Linked DNA regions of Mus musculus: region 1 is linked to region 2. Evidence: chromatin contacts called from public HiChIP or PLAC-seq data. All regions are on one chromosome and are shown on one strand. The core of a region is the stretch at or near the end of the contact, and the rest is flanking DNA. Distances in the headings are between cores, read along the strand shown.

Region 1 (3,246 bases), core at 138-2,637, 720 kb before region 2:
CCTTCTCTCTGTATAAAGGGGGTTTATCGGGATGCCTCACAGGCTGCAGTCCAGCTAATCCAACAATGTCAGGCTGTGAACAGAAAGTCCAAGAATCCAGGAGTTGTCAGTCCATGAGGCTAGATGTCTCTGCTAGTAGACACATCCCTAAGAGATAGGCTCTAATCTAATGCCAGTGAAGGAATGGACTTGGCTAGCAAGAGAAGAGCAAGCGGGCACAGAGCAAAAGCTTCCTTCTTCTAAGTCCTTATGTAGGCTTCCAGCAGAAGGTGTGGCCCGGATTATAGGTGTGTCTTCCCACCTTAAGATACAGATAAAAGGTGAGTGCCTTTCCACCAAAAGTCCTGACTAGAAGTGGATCCACACACTTCTAACCAAGCAAAAAATCTGTTGTAGGTGTGCCCTCTGCTTCTGGATTGTAGTTCATTCCAGATGTGAGATTGGCAGCCAGGAGTGGCAGTCACAGATTCTCTATACATGAAATGATCTGATGTTTGTGAAACGGGGAAGACAGCGTGTGATACCCAGTAAGCACCATCAAACTGCTTGATGACTAGGAAGTACCCCTTTCTCCAGGCTGGCCTTAAACACCTAATTTAGCCTGATAAATGCTGGCTTTCAGGCTTATGCCACCACATCTAGCAAGCATCCTGCTTTGGATGTACTCATTAAATGCAGATTTTACACAGAGGACTCTTAGGTCAGAGTGAAGCATTGTGTGTGTGTGTATACATGTGTGTGTGTATACATGTGTGTGTGTGTGTGTGTAATCTCTTTTAAAGTCGATTTTGTGTTTTGGACTAGTTTTGGGTATAGAGATACAAAGAGGTAACATATGTACTGTGCTTCTCAAACACACAGCTGTCCTCACGTCTACATCCCAGCCTTAAGTACAGTTATCACAACTCCTGACTCATGTGACACATCACCTAACAGCTAAAGTTTGTATTAAGATTCACTTAGTGTTGCATATTCTCTGAGTTTGGACCAGTGGGTGTGACATGTCTCCAGTTCCATCTATCCCCTCCTCTCTCTCTCAGTCAGTCCTGGCCACCGATGCTCTTCTTCCTGCCTCTGTGGCCTTGACTTCTCCCGAATGTCACGGGGATTTGGATCATACTGTGTATAACCCTTCCAAGTTTACTTCTTTCGCTTTGCAACATGCATTGAAAGTTGATCCTTGCTTCTGTGGCTTAATAGCTCATTTCCTTTAAATACTGAGCAATCCATTGTCTGAATAAAATTCTATTGCCTTTGAATGACTAAATGTCTTCCCTGGGTCTTGTCAGTGAGCTAATAAATAGTCTCTGAAAGCCAACAAAGTCCTCTGCCAATCTCCTTGGCTCTAGGCACACAGAAGTGATCAAAGCAGAAAGGAATGTTCCCTTGTGGGATCTCCTGCATGTTTGTGGCTTAATTATGTTTGCTTTCTGTCCCATCAGCCCAATTGGGAGTCTTGTCTTCTTTTTGGGACTTTTCAAGTGTGGTAATAGCCTGGCATTTCCACTAGGTGGCAGTAGGGTCATATATAATGAACAGTGCAAGGCACTGAAACCACTAGTTTGTTCATTAACAGAGTTCTTTTTATAATGAGTTAAATTTAAATGCTTGCAATAACTCTCCAGATATAATCATTACTTAAAATAGTACTTTCATTTTTTAAAGTTAACATATAGAATAATAGATTTCATTATGACATTTTCATTCTGATGTCCCCCACCCCCACTCCCCACACTAGGGTTTCTCTATGTAGTCCTGGCTGTCTTGGAACTCACTCTGTAGACCAGGCTGTCCTTGAACTCAGAGATCTGCCTGCCTCTGCTTCTCAAGCACTGGGGTTAAAGATGTGTGCCTCTACTCTCACAATCCTAATGAGTGCTTTTCAGAATAAACTCCAATACATATAATTTCTTAAATTCTTTAAATCTCTTAAGCTACTTGTTGTATGTGTAGGAGTGTTTTGCCTGCATGCGTGCCTGTGCACCGTTAGGTACTTTGTCCCTAGCGGGGCCAGAAGAGAATGTCCGATCCACTGACTGGGATTGAGGTCACAGACAGTTGTGAGCCACCTTGTGGCTGTTGGCAGAGCAACCCGTGCTCTTAACTACTGAGCCACCTCTCCAGCCCCAGGCCCTCAAATTCTTGAGTTTGTCTTCCTTTGATCAGTGAGGTGTTTACTGTGATCCTCACACAGGCTAGGCAAGGTCTAGTTTTGAGAGTTCAAAAGTTGAATACTTGTTCCTTGATGTCCTTGAGATGTCACGATTTGACAAGGGAGACCAGCTGGATTAAGGGATGTGTTACAGTGAGTGTATGTCCCAAGTGTCCTCGTTCGATGACTTTGACAGATGCACACCTATGTAACCTCAATTCCTGTTGAATTACAGATGACTAATGTCTTGGGGGTAATCAGAGGGACAGTTGAGCGATGGTGGCCTAACAGGCATTTCTGAGAGAACGACCTGGTGACTTTGGTTATTTTTTACCGGTTCAGCTTCAGTCCTTTTGAGTCCTGCACGTGCTTTGGTTCTTCTCTGCCATTTGTCCAAACAACACACGTGCGTTAGAAAAGACGTGCGGTGACTTTCAAAGAAAGCCCGGGCGTTATATTTCTGATGATACAACAAGCAAATCGAGAAGACTCTCAATCCAACAGCAGCGGGCTGTGGATTCACAGGATTAAATGGGCCAGCGAAAGCAGCAGGCTTCACTGAACACCGTCCGTGCCAGGCACAGCCTGAGTGTTGATCACAGTTACCGTAGCCCTAAGCACTGGTCATTTCTGGTTTTTCTCTTGTTGAGAATGGCAGCAAGGAAACTGATGTGCAGAAGATCACAGAGCTCATGTAACCGGTCGTAGCTGGAGGCGGCAGGTCTTGACAGCCTGATTCCACAGCAAGGTTTCCAATCTTGCCTCCAGAAGAAGGGATTTTAAATTACAGTAGGGAAAAAAAAATCACAAAAATAAAATGGAGATTTTGTTTTTATCCTTGTTTGGGGGAAGGAAAACGAAGAACACACGGGTAACAACAAGTGGTTGCTTATTCAGGGCCCGCTGTATGTGGCAAGGTGGTCAGCTACCCTTGCGTTGGCAGTTGGGAACGTTTAGAGTGGAGCCAAGGGAAGCCACCAGTATGCCCTGACTGGAGGCAGTTTGTGTGGGAAAGATGTACATGAGCCAGGAAAAGTATGGTATCTTAGCACCCAGAGGTACAGGCTCTAGGATTGTGAGTTCGAGACCAGTCT
Region 2 (3,426 bases), core at 646-3,145:
TAGTCCCCTATCTGATTTAGGATAGGTAAAGATCCTTTCCCAGTCTGTTGGTGACCTTTTTGTCTTATTGACGGTGTCCTTTGCCTTACAGAAGCTTTGCAATTTTATGAGGTCCCATTTGTCAATTCTTGATCTTACAGCACAAGCCATTGCTGTTCGATTCAGGAATTTTTCCCTGGAAGCCCATATCTTCCAGGCTTTTCCCCACTTTCTCCTCTATAAGTTTCAGTGTCTCTGGTTTTATGTGGAGTTCCTTGATCCACTTAGATTTGACCTTAGTACAAGGAGATAGGAATGGATCAATTCACATTCTTCTACATGTTAACTAGTACAAGGAGATAGGAATGGATCAATTCACATTCTTCTACATGTTAACTGCCAGTTGTGCCAGCACCATTTGTTGAAAATGCTGTCTTTTTTCCACTGGATGGTTTTAGCTCCCTTGTCAAAGATCAAGTGCCCCTTCTTAGAATTGGGAACAAAACACCCATGGAAGGAGTTGCAGAGACAAAGTTTGGAGCTGAGACAAAAGGATGGACCATCTAGAGACTACCATATCCAGGGATCCATCCCATAATCAGCCAGCCGCCAAACGCAGACACCATTGCATACACTAGCAAGATTTTGCTGAAAGGACCTTGATATAGCTGTCTCTTGAGAGACTATGCTGGGGCCTAGCAAACACAGAAGCGGATGCTCACAGTCAGCTATTGGATGGGTCACAAGGCCCCCAATGGGGGAGCTAGAGAAAGTATCCAAGGAGCTAAAGGGATCTGCAACCCTATAGGTGGAACAACAATATAAACTAACCAGTATCCCCTGGAGCTTGTGTCTCTAGCTGCATATGTATCAGAAGATGGCCTAGCTGGCAATCAGTGGAAAGAGAGGCCCATTGGTCGTGCAAACTTTATATGCCTCAGTACAGGGGAACGTCAGGGTCAAGAAGTGGGAGGGGGTGGGTAGGGGAGTAGGGGGGGAGGGTATGGGGGACTTTTGGGATAGCATTGGAAATGAAAATGAGGAAAATACCTAATAAAAAAATTTTTAAAAAGACTATCCTTTTCTCAAAGTCCGGATTTCACCTCAAACTTCAAGAACAGTTAAATCCAGAATTTGAACAAGGGGAGTCTAGCAGACATCAGAAGCTAGCAAAAGACTCCACAAAGCACCATCCTGCTACAGGCTCAAATGAAAGTGTAGACCCAGGATAAGCCAACAGCCTCCTCTTCCTCCTCCCCTCCATCCTCCTCTTCTTCCTCCTTCTCCTCTCCCTTCTCTTCCTCCTCCTTCTCCTCCTCCTCCCCTCCCTCCTCCTTCCTTCTTCCCTGATCCCCTTTTATGTCACCACACAGCTGTGCAAGTATCTAACATGGTCTTATTTTAATCATGGGATGCTCAGAAATGTTAATGGTCTTGCTGAATACTGTTCAGAGCTAGAGGCTTCCTAGCTTCCTTCCTACAGCTCCTGAGAAGAAACGGCCACTGTCATCACCTTGGGCAGGATGGCACATGCTTGAACCCAAAACCCTGGGTGATTTTAGCCCCCTTATACTAAAGCTTGTGAGTTCCTTTCTCTCAGAGTAACTGTCAGTTATCTTAAAGAGGGATGGGGAGCTTTCAACGTGTTTTGGGGGTGGGGAGGGCAATGTAAAGTTTACAGCAAGATCCTCACAATGTCTGCCCACCAGCTCACCTCTCCTTCAGCTAAGAAAACGGAAGAGAAGGTCTGGGGTTTGAAAATCTGTCCTTTTCCTTCCTGTGGGTGATTCTGTTTACCTTGTAAATTCTAGGCATAAATCTTCCTTTAGATGACCACAATTTATACTATTCCCATAAAATACTGTAGGGCTGTAGTCTCCTTCCCTGGCTCTGTTCCCCTCCTAGCTTAGTCAGCCCTTTGTTATGTTAGAATAGGAAAAGAAATACCACAGTGGCTGGCCATGCAGCTGACCCAGACGGGCTGTATGCAGCCATCCATTCACTCGGTTGTTCCAGGCTTAAAGGAGCCCACAGGCTCAAGAGTTTGTTTTCAATCCAGAAAAAGAAATATCCCATCAGTATAAATCAGCTCTTAAGATGAAGTCCAGAGATTGGATGAAGGGATAGACAAGCGGCCCCAAAACATAGGTCTCATTTTGCATGTTTGGATATTTTTCTAGTGGGCCCATTCCACACTGTTCTTGTGAGGACTGGGGGGTGTCATTGATTCTGCTAAATCCACTCCTCATTCTCTCTACATCAATCTACATCAGGAGGCAGACGAATGAAGCTGCCTCAGCAGATGCTATGATTTGGATTTTAAGTGTCCCCGCTCCCCAATGGTCCTTTGCCAAAGGCTTGGTCTCCAGTGTGTGGTGGACCATTGGATCGATGGGGCCTAGTGGGAGATCTAAGTCACTGCGCCTTTGGAGGGGATCTCAGACTCAGTCCCTTCTTCCTATCCCTTGCCTCTGACATGTTATCTCATCATAGGCCCTAAAACAGTGAGGCCCAACGAATCAGGCACTCAAGGCATCTCTAACTAGGAACAAAAAAATGAGCCCTTCCTCTTTGTAAACTGATTGATTGCCTTGGGTATTTGCTACAGTAACGAAGAGCTAGCTAACATTTCAGATTTCCTTTTCATTTCCTGCTCTGATTAGCTACAGAGGAGCTTGGAAAGACACAGGACTTTCACTCTGTAAAGAGACAATAACTGTCTGATATAACCATCAGCCCCAGCCCTTCATGGTGTCCTTCCTGCAGGTTACGTCATAGCTACCCTGCTTTGGGGGTAGCAAGAGACTATGCTGCCAGGCTCAAGGACCATCCTGTGGCTTTCCTACCCCTGCCCCAGCTCAGTAAGAATTCCTTTCAAAAATAATTCATTTGATAGAGTGTGCCATCCACTTCTGCCAAGACACACACACACACACACACACACACACACACACACACACACACACTTTTCCAGGGGTAAGTAGCTCTAAAGAGTTACAAACATTTCAATGTTTAAAGAACCTGTATGAATAAGAAGGGGATTAAATATCAAAAGCAAACAACACAAAATTCTCAGGGTGAGTGATCAGGGAAGGCAGACAGCATTTTCTCTGTGGTTTTACCCATCCTTTCATTGACACGCTCTGTATGGCTTTAAGGGAACCCTGAGCACCAGGCTCTTGCTTGGGAATCAGTGCTCTCTGACTGCTAGCTTTAGCTACAAGGTAAGAGCTGTTTGCCTGCAGTTCATTCATCTCTTACCCACGTACCCACCTCAGAGGCACCAGTTAGGGTCATGATGATATTCCTGCATGGTCACCAGTAGGGAGCACTCAGGGGAAGAATGCAGTAATGTATGCAATCAGCAAGCAGCCAGCAGCAGTGAGTCAGCAGGCCTGGGGTCTGGGAGCCTATAGCAGTGGGTGCATGGCACAGATTAGTTTAATC

What was found. HiChIP or PLAC-seq counts read pairs in DNA pulled down with a chosen protein or histone mark.
Region 1: a contact with region 2 is called in an H3K27ac HiChIP or PLAC-seq map of the NIH/3T3 cell line, with 10 times the contacts expected there. The contact joins two enhancer-like sites. A contact is called at or near these places in 3 of 15 datasets of contacts at CTCF or cohesin (embryonic stem cells, pro-B cells and stem cell-derived epiblast-like cells), 10 of 484 Hi-C or Micro-C datasets (adipose-derived mesenchymal stem cells, embryonic stem cells, palatal mesenchyme and 1 more), 1 of 115 datasets of contacts at active chromatin or transcription factors (the NIH/3T3 cell line) and 1 of 9 other capture datasets (embryonic stem cells).

The regions. Positions count from the first base shown.
Region 1 is chr1:179,475,517-179,478,762 of GRCm38.p6, reverse strand. The region is part of intron 1 of Smyd3 (SET and MYND domain containing 3); the gene reads left to right. Among named protein-coding and RNA genes, the nearest start is that of Smyd3, 41 kb to the left of the region's middle. Within about 2 kb of position 1,387, at least 61 of the 459 cell types and tissues checked have an H3K27ac peak or open chromatin away from gene starts, as enhancers often do. A contact at or near this core is called in the NIH/3T3 cell line and adipose-derived mesenchymal stem cells, where this site is marked.
Region 2 is chr1:178,757,165-178,760,590 of GRCm38.p6, reverse strand. All of the region lies in intron 4 of Kif26b (kinesin family member 26B), which reads right to left. It also overlaps the pseudogene Gm34176. Among named protein-coding and RNA genes, the nearest start is that of Gm46249, 17 kb to the left of the region's middle. Within about 2 kb of position 1,895, at least 13 of the 459 cell types and tissues checked have an H3K27ac peak or open chromatin away from gene starts, as enhancers often do. A contact at or near this core is called in the NIH/3T3 cell line and adipose-derived mesenchymal stem cells, where this site is marked.